Linked DNA regions of Mus musculus: region 1 is linked to region 2. Evidence: chromatin contacts called from public HiChIP or PLAC-seq data. All regions are on one chromosome and are shown on one strand. Each heading gives the region's core, a stretch centred on a gene start, on an enhancer-like site or on the middle of the called end of the contact. The rest is flanking DNA. Distances are from core to core; before and after follow the strand shown.

The links. HiChIP or PLAC-seq counts read pairs in DNA pulled down with a chosen protein or histone mark.
Region 1: an H3K27ac HiChIP or PLAC-seq map of double positive thymocytes shows a contact between it and region 2, with 2.7 times the contacts expected there. The contact joins two enhancer-like sites. A contact is called at or near these places in 2 of 115 datasets of contacts at active chromatin or transcription factors (bone marrow-derived macrophages and double positive thymocytes) and 2 of 9 other capture datasets (embryonic stem cells and pancreatic islet).

Annotation. Positions count from the first base shown.
Region 1 is chr11:118,082,649-118,086,870 of GRCm38.p6, forward strand. It overlaps Dnah17 (dynein, axonemal, heavy chain 17), which reads right to left. Exons shown (of 81, transcript NM_001167746.1): 37 at 3,420-3,524; 38 at 177-334. Among named protein-coding and RNA genes, the nearest start is that of Dnah17, 44 kb to the right of the region's middle. Within about 2 kb of position 1,868, at least 8 of the 459 cell types and tissues checked have an H3K27ac peak or open chromatin away from gene starts, as enhancers often do. A contact at or near this core is called in double positive thymocytes, where this site is marked.
Region 2 is chr11:117,299,390-117,304,051 of GRCm38.p6, forward strand. All of the region lies in intron 2 of Septin9 (septin 9), which reads left to right. Among named protein-coding and RNA genes, the nearest start is that of Gm34065, 25 kb to the right of the region's middle. Within about 2 kb of position 3,117, at least 16 of the 459 cell types and tissues checked have an H3K27ac peak or open chromatin away from gene starts, as enhancers often do. A contact at or near this core is called in double positive thymocytes, where this site is marked.

The DNA.
Region 1 (4,222 bases), core at 618-3,117, 780 kb after region 2:
CAGAATAGCCAGTGTCTCGGCTGTGGACCGCGCCCCCCTCCCCCACTTGGGGAGCCCCAGGACCTGCCTGCTGTCCTGTTACCCCTACTCCATCTTGGGAGCTGCTAGCCTTGGGGTCTTCCACCTCCTCCACTAACTCCTCAGCCTGGGACACTGCCGGATCCCTCCTCTGTCACCTGAATAGGGCCTTCAAGTTCTCCGGCAGCTCCGTGCGCCCTGCGTAGCCAGGATTCATGGTGATAAAGATGCCCACGGTGGGGACAAGGCTTATTATCTCTCCCAGGAAGTTAAACTTCTTTTTCTTGGCCCGAATTGCATCTTGGACACACTTTACCTAGACAGTTGGTACACACACACACATTAAAATGTAACCATTTGTGTGTGCAAATGTGTGCACATATGTGTGGGTATGAACATATGCGAAATCCAGACAGCAACAGTGTCTTCCTCTATTGCTCTACACTTTTTTGAGACAGGGTCTCTCGTTGAATTCGGAACTCACCAACTGACTGGCTGGTCAGAGCGCCCCAGGGATCCTTCTGTCTCCCCCTCCACGGTGCTGGAATTACACATCTGGCATCTGGCTTTGTGTTTTGAAACAGGCCCTCACTATGTAGTCCTGGCTGGTCTTGAGTTCACAGAGACTCATCTGCCCCTGCCTTCTGAGTTCTGGGATTAAAGACCTGGCAGCATCTGGCTCCCCCCCCCTTAAGGAAAAGATTTATGTGTGTGCTTGTGTCTGTATGCCCGTGTGTTTGGCTGCCTGATGAGGCCACAGAGGCTGCGGAATCCCCTGGAGCTGGGAGCCACCTGGCATGGGTGTCAGGAAGCAAACTCAGGTCCTCAGAAAGAAACTGGTGCCCTTAACCCCAAAGCCATCTCTCCAGTGCCCACATCTGGCTTTTTATTTGGGTTTTAGGAGCTGAGCTCAGGCCGGTGGGTTTGTGTGGTAAGCATTTTATTGGCTGGGTTGTCGGCCCACCCCCAAGCCCCCGCGCCAGTTACAGAGTGTGGTGGCTGTGAATTAGCAGTGGCCTTCACTCTGTCATTGCCCTTGACTTCTGCCCTCCACCGCTGTGATCTTGTTGTTCGTGGTGTTATACAGCCGACCTCAGCTGGGCTTTTGTCTCAGGAGTGTCCTCTGGCCGTGACCCTGGCTAAATTCTGTCAACTCTCTGACAAGAACCCATAAGAGTCCTATTAGTAGCCACTCTGCATCCAAGAGTCTCTGGGGCCATCTCCTGCTTACCAGGACGGAGAAATCTGGTCTCTGCTTGGGATTTTAGAGGAACCAAAGGAAGGTAGCGGCAAACTGTAAGATCACCACTGGGGGGCGCTCCAGGCTCGTGACTGAAATCTCTCAGCCATGGGATTTTTTTTTTCCCCCTAGCCCAAATCTTGCTCGCCTGGACTTGGTAGGTGACTCTGGGTGATGCTGGGTTTTCCGCCCAGTCTCTAGCCCACAGGGCTCACACCTGGGCAGGACTAGAGGGCAAGAATTTGGGAGCATCTCCTGCTGCTAGGACCTTCCTAGCATTTTGGTCCCTGTTCTTTTGTGTCCACAAATATTCAGATCATCAAACAGGTGCCGTGGAACATCCTAGGGTTCGTCCCATGACTTGGGAGTGAATACTGAGTCAGAGAGTCAGAGGTGTGTGACTGACCCTGGGAGGATAGGGTGGAGGCGTGGCTATCACCTTGGCAAACTCAGTTGGCCCTTCTCAGATTGGGGAGTGGGAGGGGGGCTGATGAGAGCTCTAGAGGTGAGGTTTCCCCAGCCTGTGGGTCCTCTCACCCCTGTATCTCCTCACCACCTGGGTGTTCAGGAGCCCTGCCCTCACCCCCACCCCTACTGGTTTTTCCTACTGAAATTCTAGCAAGAGTAGCAGCTGTTTCTGCTACAATGTTGCTTCCGCTACAATGTACTGACTTAGCTCTGGGTGAACAGGTCGGTAAGGGACAGCAGATTGAGAACTGGTCACCTCAACCTTTCTTAGACTCTCTTTGGTGGTCACTTCTATGCTAGGAACATCACTGCGCACTAGTGCTTAGGTGTGTGTACCCAGCACCCTTCCTGTGTAGCCTTGGAACTCTTGCTAACACTCCCCTGACCCGTACCATCTTCCTTTCCCCATTATCCATCATTCCTTTTTTTTACTGTCTGGGTTTGGGGCAAGCGGCTAGGCCTGGTTCGTGAGGACCTCCAAAGTCGGGCCTTGGCCTAGGGCTCTGCAGGTGGGGTCTCAAGCTGATCTGAGATTGGAGGCCAGCCTTGGAGGACCTCAGAGCCCGTTGTCTATCCAGTCTGTCGGGCACCAGGACTGCTGGGGCTCCTGTTTGAAACACAGAGCCCTGCGGGTGAGTTTAAAAGCTTGGGGTGTTGACATGGCCCCCACCCTGTACCCCCTTTGCCTTGGATTCCCCATTGCTGTTCTGTGCCGGGTTAGGGAATTCCCTGGACACACAACCACTCCTTCCCCATCCGCTCTGGCTGGTTAGTTTATACTGAGATACTGCCGTGTTCTTCAAAGCCCAGAGTGCTTCATTCTCTTCTGTCAAGTTCACCTGACTGGCCTGAGGCCACCTCTGCACAGAGCTCCAGCTTGGGGAAGGGTTTCTCCCTACATGGATTATCTAGTGAACGCCAACCGATGCATGGAGATATTGTAACTTAGTTCTTGAAGCCCACAGCTGAGTTCCAGCCGGTTGCAGGCAGCCAACTGTTCAAACCATGTTCAGATAAGGCAGAGCAGCTGTGATCAATCCAGCTGTCTGTATTCTGCACTTCCTTTCCTTGAGACTATAAATACAGCCTGCTGGGGGGTGGGTGGGGGTGGGTGTGGGTGTGGGGGTGTGGGGGTGTGGGTGTGTGGGTGTGGGTGTGGGTGTGTGTGTGTGTGGGTGGCAGGCAGAGGGAGGGTCGTTGGACATTCTGTACCATTTTGGTCTAGTTTGCTGCCAAACAGTACAATCTCAAAGCCAACTAAGGGTTATCAAATATTCTCTCTCTCCCCTTCTCTGTCTTACAAAACAAAGTCTTAATCTATAGTCCTGACTAACCTAGAGGTTGTTCTATAGACCAGGCTGGCCTTGAACTTGTGGCAATCCTCCTGGGTTCATATCACAAAGTGGCAGGAGTTATAGGCATGAGCTACCACACCCAAAGTAGCTCTCTACGTTAGCATCCCCAGGCCGAATCAGTTATACCTCCCTGTATGGGACCCTTACTGTCCCCTCTGTGTGTAAGGGCCCCTGGGAGCCAGGGCAGGGCATCTGAGGCCTCACTGTGTCACCTCCCTGCCCAGTGCTTGGCTGTTGGGGTGGTCAGACAGGAGGGTCTCTGGTGACTGAGATGCCAGGAAAACTGGGCACAACTCCGGGTCCCCCACTGACCCAGAGACTAAGCAGAAGGGCCCTACCTGTACAGCAATCACAGACAAGACCTCCACCGAGATCCGGTTAAACTCATCAAAGCAACCCCAGGCTCCCGTCTGTGCCAGGCCCTTGTAGATGTTTCCACAGGACTACAAAGGGAAAGTCAGATCAGAGAGAGGGAGTGGCCCCCAGAGGCCTGCAGGAAGCAGGTGTCTGGAGACAGCGCCCTTGTACACCTGACCCGCAGGGTCCCAGCGTTTTTTCTAAGCGAACATCAAGTTAAGAAATCCCCCAATCCCTACCCCTGTCTTCTCATTTTATGCACATGGAGGAAGGGATCCTCTGAGGTGGGCTGGGGCTCCAGGAAGATCTTTTCGTGTGACTATGCCATTTTGTCCCCTGCAGGGTCAGCAACACACCCATGGAGTTCACACAGAAGTCCTTCTAGGATCAATAGACTTCACTTTTCTAGGGCCCCTGAGGGGGACACGCTGGTATGACCTTCAGTCAGCAGGGGTCTTGGCCACTGTCCTCAGTCTCAGGATGGGACCACTAGGCTGTGGGGCTCGTCCAACGGGAGGGCGCCCCAACTCCTCCCTTTTATGCTGGGACTGTTACTGTCAGAGTCCCTCCCCTCCTGTTTAGTCCTCTGAGAAGACATGACCCTGCAGCTGATGGACCTGTCCTTGTCCCCTTCAGAGTTCACCCGGTGGCCACTACTTTCACCCTAACCCCACACTGAACGCCAATCAGGTACTCCTACCTGTGTGTGTGTCTCTATTCATAGGGGACAGTCATGGAACTGCCGGGACCTCTACCTCCACAAGTGCTAGTGGGTACTCTGGGT
Region 2 (4,662 bases), core at 1,867-4,366:
GTCTGTGTGTGTGTGTGTCTGTGTGTGTGGGTGTGGGGGGTATAGACATGTTTGTGCAAGTTTCCTCAGAGGCCAAAGCTGGATTCTGGAGCTGGGGTTATTTGTGAGCTCTTTATTTTATGTATATATGTATATGTATATTTAACTGTCTTCAGACATCAAAAGAGAGTGTCAGATCCCATTACAGATGGTTGTGAGCCACCTTGTGGTTGCTGGGATTTGAACTCAGGACCTCTGGAGCAGCCAGTGCTCTTAACCACTGAGCCATTTCTCCAGCCCCTCATCCAGTATTTTAAGATGTGAAAAGAACCTGGAATGGGGCCTAGACGTGCTCACCTGTCATCCTGAAACTCAGCAGGTTGGGGACTCAGGAGACCTGAGTTTAAGGCTAACCTGAGCTAATGTGAAGACCCTGTCATGAGAAGCTGTATGGACCATCTTACACTGTGTTTGGGCATGTGTGTGTGTGTGTGTGTGTGTGTGTGTGTGTGTGTGTGTGTGTGCTCTCTCGCTCGTGCAGGTGACTGCCATGTGCAACTTGGAAGGGCAAGTTTCTGCATCAGAGGAAGTGTGGGTTTAAAGTTTAACCAGTTCCACCCACATTAACCTCAAGCAGTTACAGCACTTACATTTTTATTTTTATTATTTAAAATTCTGTGTGTATGCATGCGTCTTTGTAGGGCGTGTGCAAGCGAGTGCAGGCGCCCTTGCTAGAGGTCTCTGAACCCCTGGAGCTGGACTTACAGGCAGTTGTGAGCCACCTGGCATGGGTGCTGGGAACATAGCTCAGATCCTCTGGGAGAGCAAGGCTTGCTCTTGACTCCCGAGCCATCTCTCCAGCCTTCGGTACATCATTAAAGCATTTTGAGGGATGGTGAATGGAAAAGCATGTGCTCTCCCCTCATAGTGAGGGGATGGGCGCTGCCCAATGGGTTTGAATTTATTTCTACAGCTTTGTATTGAGCAGATTCATATTCCTACATGAGACAGCTGACTTATCAAGGGGAAATTTTGCTGGCATCTCAGGAGGTTTCCACATCCAGTGGCCTCATGGCTAGGAGCTGGACCACATGCTGGGTGTGCATAGCCATAGCCAGAAAGTCTGCTGATGTAATGCGCCAGGAAGCTGGGACCCAGTGAAGTCCTCCAGTCTCTTTGGAGACCTGTGCCTGGGGTTTTGGGTCCCTTCCCCTCAGCACTCCCTAACAGTATCACCGTGGGGAGCAGATAGTTACAAGCTCCTGGGTCTCTGGGGGACATTTCACCCCAAAACTAAATCGATCTTAGTTACATGTTTTCACGGTGTAGACCAGGCGGGCCTCAAACTTACAGAGATCCTCGTGCCCCCACCTCCATCTCTGCCAGAATGGAAGGTGTGTGTTACCTGTGTGTTTTGTGTGTATGTTCTGTATGTTTGTTACAGCCCAAAGCCCATAGTCCTCTCTTAGCCGGACTGTCAACCCTTTTCTTACTGATTAAAAAAATAGTAATTTTAAAATTAATTATTCTTTTATTTTGTACCTTATGTGTATTTTCCTGTATGCAGATCTGTGCACCATGAGCATGCTTGCTGTACTTGTGCAGACCAGCAGGGGGCACTGTTTTCCCTGGAACCAGCGTTCCAGATCATTGTGAGCTGCCGTGTGGGTGCAGGGAACTGAACCTGGCTCCTCAGCAAGGGCAGCCGGGTTCTTAACCTCTGAGCCACCTCTCCAGCCCTATGGTTCCTTTTCTAAGAGGTTTTTGAGCTGATTGGTGGTGGTCAGACCTTGAGAGGTTCAAGCAGGGAGATTGCCAGTAGTTAGAGACCAACCTGGGCAATAGAGTGAATACTTAAGCTGGCCAGGGCTACCAAGTAAGACCCTCCCTTGGAGAGAGAGAGAGAGAGAGAGAGAGAGAGAGAGAGAGAGAGAGAGAGAGAGAGAGAGAGAGAAGGAGGAAGAGGAGGAGGAGGAGGAGGAGGAGAAGAGGAAGAGGATGGTGATGGTGACGGTGATGTGTGGTATGAGGTTTAAGCCCCCGCCCCCAGAGCTGTAGTGTGTTCTTCCAAGCAGAGAACCTGAAGGCTTGTGTTTGTCTGGCTTCTGATTTTTCCTTTGAGCGTTTGGGTCTCACATCCTGCTGCATTCCAGAATTACAGACAAGCATTTCATCCACATTTTCTTCTAATGTTTCTGTGGTTTTATTTTTATGTACCAGTGTCGTTAATCTGCTGGAATTTATTTCGGTTTGAGCATCGTGGTGGGATCTAGAGTTTTGGGTTGTTGGTTTTGTTTTGTTTTATTTTTATTTTTTATTTTTTTTATTTTTTGCACGGATGCACAGTGAGCTGGCTCTGCAGTGTGGGGCGTGTGCCGAGCTATTTTTGCTTTTTTTGGTGACAGCGTGGTGCTGGCTTAGCAAAAACACCCTGGATATGTTTCTTTCTTCCTCTCCCTTCTGGATCACTCTCACAGCAACACAATCCTGTCTTTGTTAAAACTTTCAAGTTGCTCACTAGTGAAACCATCTGGGCCTGATACTTTTGTGGGCGACCAGCATTGAAAGAAAAAAAAAGAAAACACTTAAAGTTATTTTCCATGGGGCTGTGAGTTTGGAGGGACTCTTCAAAACTTACTCTTTAGGGCTGAGGATGTGGTGGGGTGGGGGGTGGGGTGGGCGGATGCTGGCCTAGAAGGCACAACTGCTTTTTATCCCAAGCACCGAAAGAAATCAATTATTGTTTAGTTGGGTGTGTACTGAATGCATGTAATGTAATTCAAGCATTTGGGAGACAGAGACTGGAGAGTCATGCAACTGAGGGTAATTCCGGGCCAGCCCAGGCTCTGTAGGAAGACCTACTCTCAGTACATACATAGATGTACATGTATGTGTGTATGTGTCTGTGAGATGGCTCAGTGGGGAAAGGTGATCTCTTAGACTCCTGGAAACCATGAAAAAAAATGGATGCAAAGAACTGGCTCTACAAAGTCGTCCTCTGGACGTCCATATGAGTCCTGTGGTGTGCACCCCCGACTCATGCATGTAGTAAGAGCAACAGTAATTTTAAAACGTGTTTGTATGCCATGTATGCATGCCCAGATGTGGAGCCCAGAGGGGAATGCCCACATCTGTGACATGGGTTCTGAGAGGGACATGTGCAGAAGACTCTGGGCCTTGAGAAGCAAGGCCACCTACCCACCCTCTGTTGTTGCAACCTTGGAGGAAGGAATGATGGGAAAGGAACTGTCTTGGAGTAGGGGGAGGGCAGTGGTCCAGGCAGGATGCCAGGTCTCAGGATCACAAAGTCTGGAATCTTCCAGAAAGTAGCTGAAGAAGTACATTTTACAACATAGGTGTGTGTGCGTGTGCGTGCATGTGGGACTGTGTGTGTGTGTGTGTGCGTGTGCGACTGTGTGTGTGTGTGTGTTTGTGTGTGTGTGTGTGTGTGTGTGTGTGTGTGTGTGTGTGTGTTGGTAAAAGTTGATGTCAGTGTCTGCCTTGATCTCTCTCCAGGGTATACATTGAGGTGGGGTCTCTCACAAACACCTAGAGCTCACTGGGTCTAGCTAAGCAGCTTGACCCAGACCTCCTGGGAGATTACAGGCAGCTGAGGAGCCAAACTCTGCTCCTCATGCTTGAGTGGAAAGCGCCTTCCCCACCCAGTCTCTTCCCCAGCCCCCTCACCTCTTTAATGTACACAGCTGTGTGAATTTCTTTGTCCTTTCCTTTCTCCTTTTTTTTGAGAGGACCCTTTAGCCCAGGCTGGCCTAGAACTTGGTATCTATTGGAAGATGACTTTAAATTCCTGATCCTTCTGATTCCACTTCGGGCCGACATTATAGCACAATTCAGTGATTTTTCTATCACAATCCAGACTTCATGATGACCAAGACCCCGCAGCCCACGGGCCACCTACTTGCTCCAACACATGGCTTCCTGTCACTCCTCCACAGCCAGTTTAAAAAAATGTTTATCCCTCTAGAAGGAGCTGCCGTTCTGTTCTGTCACTGTCACTGGGACTTTTCATCTAGGACTTCCCTATTCATGGAGGCACCGCTATGGCCTTTTGTGTCTCTCAATTTCCATTCTTGTAGCCCAGGCTAGCCTCAGAGTCACTACAAGCTCTTGATCCTTCTGCCCAAATTCTGGGATTACAGGTGCAATTCCACACTCGGCTACAGATATAGCCAGGCAAGCTAGGTTAACTTTCTTTTGCTGTTACAAAATTCTCAGGATAAACAGCTTTTAAGGGAGAAAGGTTTGTCTCGGCTGGGTCCATGCCTGGTTGACCCCTTGTTGCTGCAGACCACTTCATGGTGGGAACACAAGGCAGAGGGCAGCGCTCACCTTGTAGTGAAGCAGAGACGGTCAGGAAGGTTCTGGGTTCTCAATATCCCCTTTACAGACAGCCCGCTGTACCCACAGTTTCCTCACAGGTGTCCAGCATGTGGTCACAATCCAGACTGTAGCCGAGTGTTGATGAGGTTTGGGAGTGAACTTCAACTTACTGGTTTCTAATTCTTCAAAATGCTCACATCACAGTCACTGACAGCCTGACCCCACCGATGCTTTTCCGTGGGGCACATACCAAGTTCTCTTTATATTTGTGTACATGTGTATGTGCCTGCTTATATGTGTACCCTGTGTGCTCGGGAGGTCACAGGAGGCCAGAAGGGGGCG